Regions from separate parts of the Gossypium hirsutum genome. Here regions 2 and 3 are each linked to region 1. A link is a contact called in public Hi-C data. All regions are on one chromosome and are shown on one strand. Each heading gives the region's core, a stretch centred on a gene start, on an enhancer-like site or on the middle of the called end of the contact. The rest is flanking DNA. Distances are from core to core; before and after follow the strand shown.

Region 1 (3,478 bases), core at 362-2,861:
AAGCATTTGTACGCTGTCGAAGTAAGGAACCATGGCATATATGTTTGGAATAGATTCCATTATGAGAGTTAAAAAAGCACAATCTTATTGAAAGGTTCTATGCATCCACCCTTTCATTTTTCACATGAGGCGTGAATCAAACAATCTATTACTGTGAAAACTTCAAACCATGAATAGTGCCAACATTAAACAACCACGTGTATCTATTGTGTTTTAACATCACGGGAGGCATGCTTTTGGCCCATTTCATAAATTATTTATTCACAAAAGAAACATGCAAAAAGAAGGATATAAAATAGAAAAAGACACGAAAGGGAGGTCTTATTCAATTTTTGAAATCTTCACAACATGAGTTACAACGCATATCTAGTAAACATATTATATCATCAGTTCGCTACAAAACTTATAGAAAAAGAACATAACAAGTCTCTTCTGCATTTTTTTTAACATGGGCTATATGCAGCCTTATGCCATGCTTCCACTGGTCGCTGTCCTGATAATCTGGAAGAGAGCTGAAACAGATGAAAAAAAAACAAGATTTAAGTCAGTGCTGCAAGGTCATGATATTTATGTGTTTTATCACACAACTAACACCATTTTAGAAAACTAAATTCATCTCTTAAAATTCGAGTTCCCAAATATCATGCTAATAAGGTCCATACCGAACAAAATTAGAATATTCACCGGTGAAACAACACACATTATGAGAACGTGCTGAACATATCGGTAGCAAAATCATGTATTGTATTTGGTACAACAAAAGTCAATGCTAAATATCCAAGGACATATAATGGTGAAAAGATAAGCAGCCAGGAATCTTACATGATCCAATGACAACGAAAACGAAGAACCCAAGCAACATAGGGCCAACAGGATAATCCTTCCCCTTTTTTGTGCTTGTTTCAGGAACAGCTCCTCTCTTTGTTATGTTCTTTTCGAACTTCAACACTTTCCTGTCTGCAATGCGCCTTGATGTTGTCTGCACAAACCAGATCAGAGGGATCCCATTTAAATTTAGATTTAAAAAAAGAAATAGTTTATACATATTTTCGATCATGGTGATGGATTTAGCATTTATACTGGAGGAAAAACACTGGTGTTCTTACTTTTCCCACTTTTTTTATAACTCGAAATTTGATAAGAAAAGAAACAAAATTCACAAATGCTCAATATTGAGAATAAAATGATGAATAGTACTAAAAGGGCTGATTCAAGGTCCGTCTACCTAATTCATTCAAAAAAATTCGAACAAGCACATGATTAAATTATTGAGGACATAAATATGCTAAATTGAGATCTACAATCTATATAAGTCTGCAACCGGTTTAATTCGAAAAAGATAAATTGAAGCGTAAGAAAACATAGCTCAGATCGTTTCATATAATATGCAAAAAAAAAAAAGAAAGAAAGAAAAGAAGAAATCAAAAGATTACCATGATGTCGGAGAGAAGAGGTAGCCGGTCGAGAAAGCGAATGAAATTTCAGGCGAAATTCTTCTCTTTCTTTTACGGCGACGATTTTTCTTTGGGTGTGTGGGGGGGGGGGGGGGTTATTCCTCGATTCGCGAAAATGTCCCGGGCTGTCGTTATAAGGGGCTATGTATGCTGCTGATTAAATTCATCCTACGTTAAATGAAGGGTCATGGACTTCGTCCTGATTGGTTTGCTCACGCAAATTGGTAAACGTGGCGCGATGTAGTTGGTTGCTTGGTACACGTATACCTTTTTGTTTAAATGGGCAGATCTATGGGCTTTAGTTTCAATAATTGTGTTAAGCCTGTTTTTCTATTTTGTCTCTTTAGCAATAGAGAAAGATGTTTCTTTTATGGATAATTAGTGAAAACTTTTCGGATATAGTTATGAGTTAATTACATCAAACGTCTCCAAATTATGACTTATTTTAAATTGATCATCGAACATTAAAATATTCTAATTACATCCTCAAACTATCAATGTTACCAGGGTGAAGCCATAATCTTTTTTGGGGGCGGGGGGCGGAATTAAATTATTTATTTTTACGATAGTAAAAATACAATTTCACCATTTTAATACCTTATATCTTTATAATTTTTAAAGTATTAACTCAATTTTTTATCATTTTTGGGGGCCAAAGTGCAATTTTACCATTACTAATTTAAAATTTTATAAATTATAAAGGGGCATAAATGAAATTTTTTCCATTTTAGGGTGTGTTGGGGCCCCTGCCAACCCCTTGGCTTCGCCATTGAAATGTTATATCAATAAGGCCATTCCTTTATTAAAATCGTTAATTTAACCATTAAAAGAGACGTCAAATTTTATGTGACATAATTTAAAATGAAAAATTTTTAAAGAAAAATTAATATTGTGGAAATGAATGTTGTAAAAATATGGTTTTGAGGTTTTCGAAGCATTTACAAAAACTAGCATTCACTCTCTCTCTCTTTCTTTTTTTTTGTTTACTTTTTTATTAGTATTTAATTAAAAAGTTATGCAATAAGTACAACTATTTAATTTTCTTTAAAATTTTCATTTTAAATTGTCGTATAATATTTTATATGTCATTTAATGGTTAAATTGACGATTTCAATAATGGAAGGACCTGATTGATATAACATTGATAGTTTGAGGATGCAATTAAAATAATTTAAAATTTAGAGACTAGTTTAAAGTAAAGATCATAGTTTGGGGATGTATAATACAATTAACTCTTATATCATTATCTATATGAATTTACTAACTCTTATTTTTACAAAGGATAAAATATTATTTTAATGGTATTCTTATATTTTTATATAAAATCTAGAAAATATGTACACATATTCCAACCTAAAATATCATAAATTCTACTCTCTCAATCTTATCATCTCAACTAAAGAAATATTTAATATTTATACTTTTTATAAATTTAAAAATAATTCTTTTTATTCACATGTCATAATCTATTATTTTGTTACCATTTTAGTGCAATCTAAAGCTGTTAGCGTCATCCTAAACTCGTTTATGAACATTTTCTTAATCTACAAATAGAATAATAATCCTTCATTAGAAAAAATTGAATAAACCGATTGAACCAAATTAATTCAGTTAATCGATTGACCATTGAAGTTTGTTCAATTAGGGAGCAGATAAAGGATTTTTGAAGTTTTAATTATTAATTAATTTGATTTGAAAGTAATTAGTTAGTTGAATTAATCACTTAATCAAAATTACTAATGATAAATATTTTATATATTATTCATATATAAGTCTAATGAACACAGAAAGTTTAAATTCAAATTGTATACAGTGGTAGGCCAAAAAAAAATATTAACAGTTTAAGTAAAACAATTATCTAACAACTAATAAAAAACTCAAAAATTAAAATACTTAACACTATTATTTTAGTTCGATTAATCGAAAATCGATTAAATGAATCGAACTTAGTTCGATTTAGTTAAGCATTTTAAATATTTGATTAGTTCGATTAATGGTAATCTAGCTTGGTTAATTATTGAATC
Region 2 (3,478 bases), core at 270-2,769, 440 kb after region 1:
GTGACATTGAGATTTTTGGGATGTTACAGATATGATATGTAGTAAAATTAGAAGTGGAGAATACAAGAATTACTGTAAGAAAAAGCAAATCTGGGTTTTCTTAGAAATGGGTTTTTGTTGAAGGATCAAGAAGGGGTGAAAAAGAAATTTAATAAAAAAATAATTAAGAAATACATTATATTAATAATATATTTTTTCTTTTCAACCAAAAAATAGTTTATGAAAATATAGATCAAACCACGTGGCTTTATTTGATTGGCCGTCAGATTTTTTTTATTTCTGTTAAAAGTTGGACCAAAACCATAACAAATTAATACTTTAAGTATCAAATTGGGTAAAAAAAAAGTTTAAGTACCAAAGTTATACTTCAAGGGCTAAATCGTAAATTATGTCTTATAAATATTAGAGTTTGAGTATATCATCAATCCCACCTGACCTTTCCTTCAAAATAAAAAGGGGTAAATTATACCAGTAGTCACTAAATTATGGATAAGTTATCGTTTTGGTCACTTAACTAAAAAAACTTATAATTTGATCGCTTAACTATTCAAAATTTTTCATTTAAGTCACTAGGCCGTTAAAATTGATGCTATATGACTTTCTCTGTTTGCACCAATCAGAAGCTCTCTTTTCCATTCTCTTCTACAATTCGATTTTTTTCATGAAACAACTTTGGATGTCACAAATTTGCGAATCAAAATTCAAACAGTTTTTTCTCTGATCTCTAACACTGGTCATCAGATCAACTTGGATCTAAGATATGTTCTTTTACTCGTCGATGGATATTGAGTCAAATTAAAGCGAAACAAATTTCAATTGTCCCTTCATCGTTTTTATCATCATATATTCAAAGCTAATGGATATTTTGATGAATCTTTCTAATTTTAAACCTTTTTTTTAATACTAGAATTTACATCCTTATAATTATGACCGTTAAATTTCATAGTTGAAGTTTTAGCAGCGCTTTCATGAATAAAATACCAATTCCTACATTTTTAGTTTAGTTTTAAAGTAAATAATATATATATATATAGGTTAAAAGATATAAAAGTAACTTCTAATTACAAGACTCTAATAAGAGTCTAGGCTGTTGAATATTATTCTCCAGTAAATTTCGAACATCCTCAGGTGGCTCAACAAAGCAACATTTCACATTCAAATCTCCATTTGACATCCTTACCATGCAATCTGCAATATTATTTTGCTCCTTTGGAACATGTCGAAATTTAACTTGGCATTCTTTCAAAATCATAATACGTATAAGTCGAACTTCCAAAATAATATAATTGATGTTATCCCGTTTTTAGTTCTATATTAAAAAGGATAATATTTCAGAGAGAAGTGATAAATAAGTAATTCATAATTTTTAGGTAGAATAATATTCCAACTTCAATTATTTGTGAAATAAATAAATAATATAATGGAGTTAGTACGGATTAAAACATTTTGATTAGAATGAGATTGGGATTAATTCATGAAATAAATTATTAGTTTTGTAGGAACGAGGAAAGTCGAAGGAAAAGTGAGGCAATGTCACGCAATCCACCCCCGCCAAAACACAAGTAAGGGACGTGCCTTGCACGCGATTACCAACCCCAACATTATAAACCCTTTCACATATCCTCTCTTCTTCCTAAATTTTTCAGGAGAAAACAAAGATGGATTCTTATTCTTCTTGGTTGAATTCATTCTTAGTTCGCTTCAGACTTTCTGCCAATCTCTTCCTTTCACAATTCGAACCTTTGGCTCTGCTTCTCGCCCCTCTGCTCACTCTCTTTATCGCCCGTCTACTTCACTCGCTCCTTTCCGTTATTCACGAGAAAGGCCTCAAAGCTACGGTCTTAGCCTTGTTCATGAGTTCCATCAAGTAATCTATTAAAACTTATATGTTTTATTTTATTTACGTTTCAGAGCGGAAATATTCATTTTCATTGACTAATCAATTTGTTCTCCATTTTGCAAAAAAACATCTTCTTCTTTTTTTACGAAAAAAGGTTGGTTCCTGGTGTTCAGAGTTATATTGATGCAGAGAAGCAAAAGGTCAGATTATATATATTCTTATAATTTAAGGCATATTTATTGATTTTTTTAAATGATTTATACACTCAGTTTTATTCGTGCTGCGGATTAATGCTTAGTTTTGATTCGTTCCTAACAATAGAAATTTAATTTTCTTTTTGTTTGGGGAATGAATGAAAGAATATATTGTAACTGGATCAGGAATAACTGGAAGCATTTAATACGCGTCCGCTGAGTTGCATTCATAGCATTTGTTAGTGTAGTAGTATTATGATGCTATAAAAATTCCAACGCTGGCCGCTACTACTGTTTGTGGATATCTGAAAACACATTAATGGCTTGCATTTTATAGTATGGTACGGTTCCTTGGATTTATTTGATTTCTTTTATTTGGCATCATAGAGGGCCTTACTCTATATCAGTGAATTATTAGTTCATTTCTTGTATTACAGTTATAGTCGCTGGCGCTATTTAGAATTTTCTCTCTGATTGATATAATTTTTTTTACCTACTTTTTGTGCATTTAATAAGGGAACTCATAAATAGAATTTCAAAAAAAAGGGCTTGCAGTTTGGGTTGTGAGACTGTAGTGTGGCACTCTTTTGCTTTTTTGGTGTTTGTCTAGATGGAAATGTACTGTGTATTTGTTTAAACTATGCATGAGTGCTACTGTGTATTTGTTTAAACTAAGAATGAGTGCTGCTTTCATTGAACTGTAAGAGCCAAAGAGAGATAAATAATGTTGGAATATTTGTGTAGAATAGCCAAAGCCTGAATGACACCATCAGGGATGTTGTTTATTGATTATATAGTGAATTCAGTGGAAGTGTTTCTTACATCGTTTAACTATTATATTTTAAACTCCTGTTGGATGAAATTCTGCGGAAGTGCATAAGTATCAATTATAACATGAATTAGAGAAGGCTTGTGATTGTTGTTTCAACACGTTGTAGAGACACTTGTGTTCTTGCTTCTTCTAGAACTAGAATACTAAAATCTGCTCTAGATGCATCATGTAATTTTGTTTTTTAAATATTGTTTGTGGATTTTATGTTCCAATCAGTCAGGTCTTAGTAAATTTTGTCTTGAAAATTTGGATGAATATAATTTGTTACATATACCGGTCTGAATAATGCAGGTTGTGGATAAGCTACAATCTGGTAGCAAATCCAAAAGAGAACACTGGAGGACAGAGTTGCCAACCACAGGTTTAGGAGTGGGTGTTATAGAGGAAATGAAAGATGTAAAGAGCAATGATGCTGATTGGAAAGGAAAATGCTCCGGTACAGTGTATGTTTATAATTTTGTCTGAGAGAAAAATTGTATGTGTTTTGTTATTTCAAATATAAATCAGTTTTTGTTGAATTGTGCTTGAGCTTGATAAATTATGGGTTTACTTTTGTCCAGCTACATTGGTGGAAGTGAATCTGAAGGACATTTTTCTTTGATCAATGAGGCA
Region 3 (3,478 bases), core at 371-2,870, 300 kb before region 1:
CTTCGGGCAGGGATAACTGCAATATAAGAAAGGGAATTATTATCCAAAATCCTGTTTAGGTAGGACCAGTAACAATTGTCATCAGTCGCAGTCATATCTCGAAGTGTAGCCAAACAATCGATAAGATTCATATTAAGGCATAAATTAATTAGAGGACCAATATTAGTAATCTAAGTATCTGTCCAATATTTAACAAGAGTCTCGTCACCCATTGACCATCCAATGTTTTGACATAAAAGTGGCCAAATTTTTGCAAGAGATCTCCAAACAAATTAACACGAACTTCTCAAAATATCAAGTGGAACCTCATCTGTAAACTTGTACTTGGATCGAAGAACCCTGGCCCATAATGCATTTTTATTCGTGAGTAGGTTAAAATCCAATTTCAACAGAAAAGAATCATTCTGAGTCTTAAAGTTGTGAATACCTAACCCCTTATTTGACAGAGGCTGACAACAGTCTAACCATTTAACTAAGGAAAGCGTATGACTAGTTGATGATTTTCCCCAAACAAAGTCGCGAGTTATTTTTTTATGATCGTGCAAACACTTGAAGGAATCTTGACAGTTTGCATAAAGTAATTTGGAATGGCCAGAATAATTGACTAAGCAAGCGTAACTCTTCTTGCTAAAGAAAGAAGTTTAGCATTCCATCCATCTAGTTTCCTTCAAACCTTATCAATCATAAATTTGAAAGTACTAGTTGTCACCTGTTGATGGAACAAAGGCATGCCCAAATAAGTTCCCAAATCAGTTGTTGCTTTAAACCCAGGAACAGTACAGATTTCGGCAACAGCATCGGAGGCAACATTTTTGGAGAAGAAAACATTTGTTTTTTTAGTGTTAACCTTATGTCCCAATGCCAAACCAAAAATCTCCAAAACTTCCCTTATCGTTCTTGCTTGATCCATATTTTTTTTGTAAAAAAAAAAAGAGGTAATCAACAAAAAAAATGTGTGAAATTTTTGGACCATTCTTCCCTAAAGAAATAGGCCTCCAAGATTTATCATCCACCTCTTTATGGATAAGATGTCCCAACCTTTCCATACAAAGAACAAAAAGATATGGTGAAAGTAGACAGCCTTGATGTAAACTTTTTAATGGACTGAACACATCTAAAAGGTTACCATTCCACACAACCTGCAAAGAAACAGAAGATGAGCATTCCATGATAACTCTCACCAACAACATAGGAAAACCAACACCCAAGAAAGTGTCTTCAATAAAATCCCATTGGGTTTGATCGTACGCTTTTTCCAGGTCTACTTTTATAGCCATCCAACCCTTCTTTCCTTTCATGATACGCATCGAATGCACTATCTCTTGAGCCACAATTATGTTGTCTGTAATATATCTTCCAGTAATAAAGCTCACTTGATTTTGTGCAATAAGTGAAGGAAAAATAGGCTTGAGTCGATTAGCAATAATCTTTGTCACAATCTTAAGTAAAACATTACAGAGAATTATTGGGCAAAATTGAGAAATGGAATCAGGACTTTGGTTTTTTGGAATAAGAACCAAAAGAGTTCTGTTAATACTTCGTTCAAAAGGCTGGCCCGAAAACACTCCTTGAACCCAATTGTACACATCCTGACCTACCGTCTCTCATTGGTTCTGATAAAATAAGGCATGAAGGCCATTTGGTCTTGGAGCCTTCAAGGGCCCCATACTAAAGACAGAGTTTCAGGTTTCCTCTATTGTAACTTCCCTAATTAGGGATTTCATATCATGTAAATCGATCCGTGGAAAAAAACCATGTAGAGGAAATGTAGCCCAATTTTGGTCATTTAAAGAATTCAACAATGAGAAAAAACTAACAGCTTCTCTCTGGAGTTCTTTATCGCCATAGTAGCAAACACCATCGATTTTCAAATCAGAGATCTTGTTATACTTACGCCTAGAGAGAGTTTTGTTATGAAAAACTTGGTGTTTCTGTCTCCTTTTTGAATCCAATCTACTCGGGAATTTTGCAACCAAATTAACTCTTATTCATCAAGAAATTTTTCAAATTCAAAACACAGATCCATTTCAAGATCCAAAAGAAACTTCGAGCACTTATGATCTAGAACAACTTAGATATTCTCAATACAATGAACCAACAAGCGCTTCCTTATAGTAATACACTTCTTTATTCCACTTTTTCATATCAGAAACAAGAGAAACATGATTGGTTGGCATATCTAAACCCATTTTCCAACTATGCTAAATAAGTTGTGAAAATGAAGGGTGTTTAATCCAAGAAACAAAAAAATGGAATGGTCTGTTGTGTCGAGTCTGTCTTGTCAACAGTGAAGAAATCAGAATGGGTTGATGATCTGATTTTAGCTGGGGAAGGTGAAACAAAACTACATCTGGGAAATAATAGAACCACTCGCTATTCTCAATCGCCCTATCCAACCTTTCAAAAACTACACCTCTTCACCAAGTAAATTTCGAACCCTTAAAACCAAAGTCCCATAATCCATTATCTTGAATGAATTTCTGAAACAACTTACAACCTAATATTGCTAGCCAACCTCCTCTCTTTTCATCTGGAGATAACAATGAGTTGAAATCCCTTAACACCCAAGGTTCCTTAATCGATTGAGCCAAATAATCCAACCTCTCCCAAAGAAAACTACGCAATCACTTTTTCGGGCTCTCATAAACAAATGTCACAAACATCTTCTTAAAAACTAAGTTATTCCTGATGCAACAATGGATGAACTATGGATCATTGTTAAGCACATGAACCTGAACACTCTTTTTCCAGCAGACCCACAAACCTTTGGAGAACCTTCGAGCTTCAATTCTACGCGAACAATCAAACCCAAGCTTGGAAATAATTTTGTTAGCCTTTAGACCACTAATTCTAGTCTCAAGAAAAGTTGCAACCTGAAAATCGAAATCATCCAAATAACTTATAACAACTCTAACAAATTTCGAACTAGCTCCCCCTTGACAATTTCACTCAAAAGTATTTGGTAAAATTATAATCAAAGAGAGAAAGGAAGACCATATCGTTTCAACTAGAAGAATAATTAGTTGTGTTAGCCTCTAATACCCTCCTTTCACGGGATAAGTTCATTATTTGACTTATCAGCCCCAATGTTTTCCGTAAATTTGGACATCGCATTAGATATCGAGATACGAATAGGAGCCCACACTTTGAATTTGTTACCCTTGCCCTTGAGTAAATTTATATTAGGTGGTTTCCTCATCTTCTTAGAACCTCATTCCTTCATCGACTCAGGATTATATTTAATAAAAATCAGTGAAGAAGCAAATTTTGGTGCAGCACCAGGCATGATATTCGGGTTTAAATTTTCCACGAATGAGACCACTAAGTGGCACGTAGAATGCAAAGAAGTTTTCAAAACCCTTTCCACCACAGAATTGTGCCTTCCACTCACTAATGCCCAACGGGTTGTCATAAATAGCAATCCCCTTGCCCTTAAGATTAGTTGATTTTGTAGGATTTGTAGGTTGATTTTCAACGG

Evidence for each region. A called contact is a pair of places that touch in the nucleus more often than the background predicts.
Region 2: a contact with region 1 is called in a Hi-C map of leaf, with 1.9 times the contacts expected there. The contact joins the promoter of LOC107922384 here to the promoter of LOC107921251 in region 1. A contact is called at or near these places in 2 of 34 Hi-C or Micro-C datasets (both in leaf).
Region 3: a Hi-C map of leaf shows a contact between it and region 1, with 1.7 times the contacts expected there. The contact joins the enhancer-like site here to the promoter of LOC107921251 in region 1. A contact is called at or near these places in 9 of 34 Hi-C or Micro-C datasets (callus, hypocotyl, leaf and 1 more).

What each region holds. Positions count from the first base shown.
Region 1 is chrD01:49,310,388-49,313,865 of Gossypium_hirsutum_v2.1, reverse strand. LOC107921251 (stress-associated endoplasmic reticulum protein 2) reads right to left here and starts at 1,611. Exons shown (of 3, transcript XM_016851128.2): 1 at 1,434-1,611; 2 at 823-979; 3 at 297-512. The coding sequence starts at 1,436. The coding sequence ends at 466.
Region 2 is chrD01:48,866,441-48,869,918 of Gossypium_hirsutum_v2.1, reverse strand. It overlaps LOC107922384 (sphingosine-1-phosphate lyase), which reads left to right and starts at 1,519. Exons shown (of 15, transcript XM_016852400.2): 1 at 1,519-1,867; 2 at 1,995-2,040; 3 at 3,158-3,309; 4 at 3,427-3,478. The coding sequence starts at 1,659.
Region 3 is chrD01:49,612,128-49,615,605 of Gossypium_hirsutum_v2.1, reverse strand. No RefSeq gene overlaps it. Among protein-coding and RNA genes, the nearest start is that of LOC107921421, 10 kb to the left of the region's middle. Within about 2 kb of position 1,620, at least 6 of the 9 cell types and tissues checked have an H3K27ac peak or open chromatin away from gene starts, as enhancers often do. A contact at or near this core is called in leaf, where this site is marked.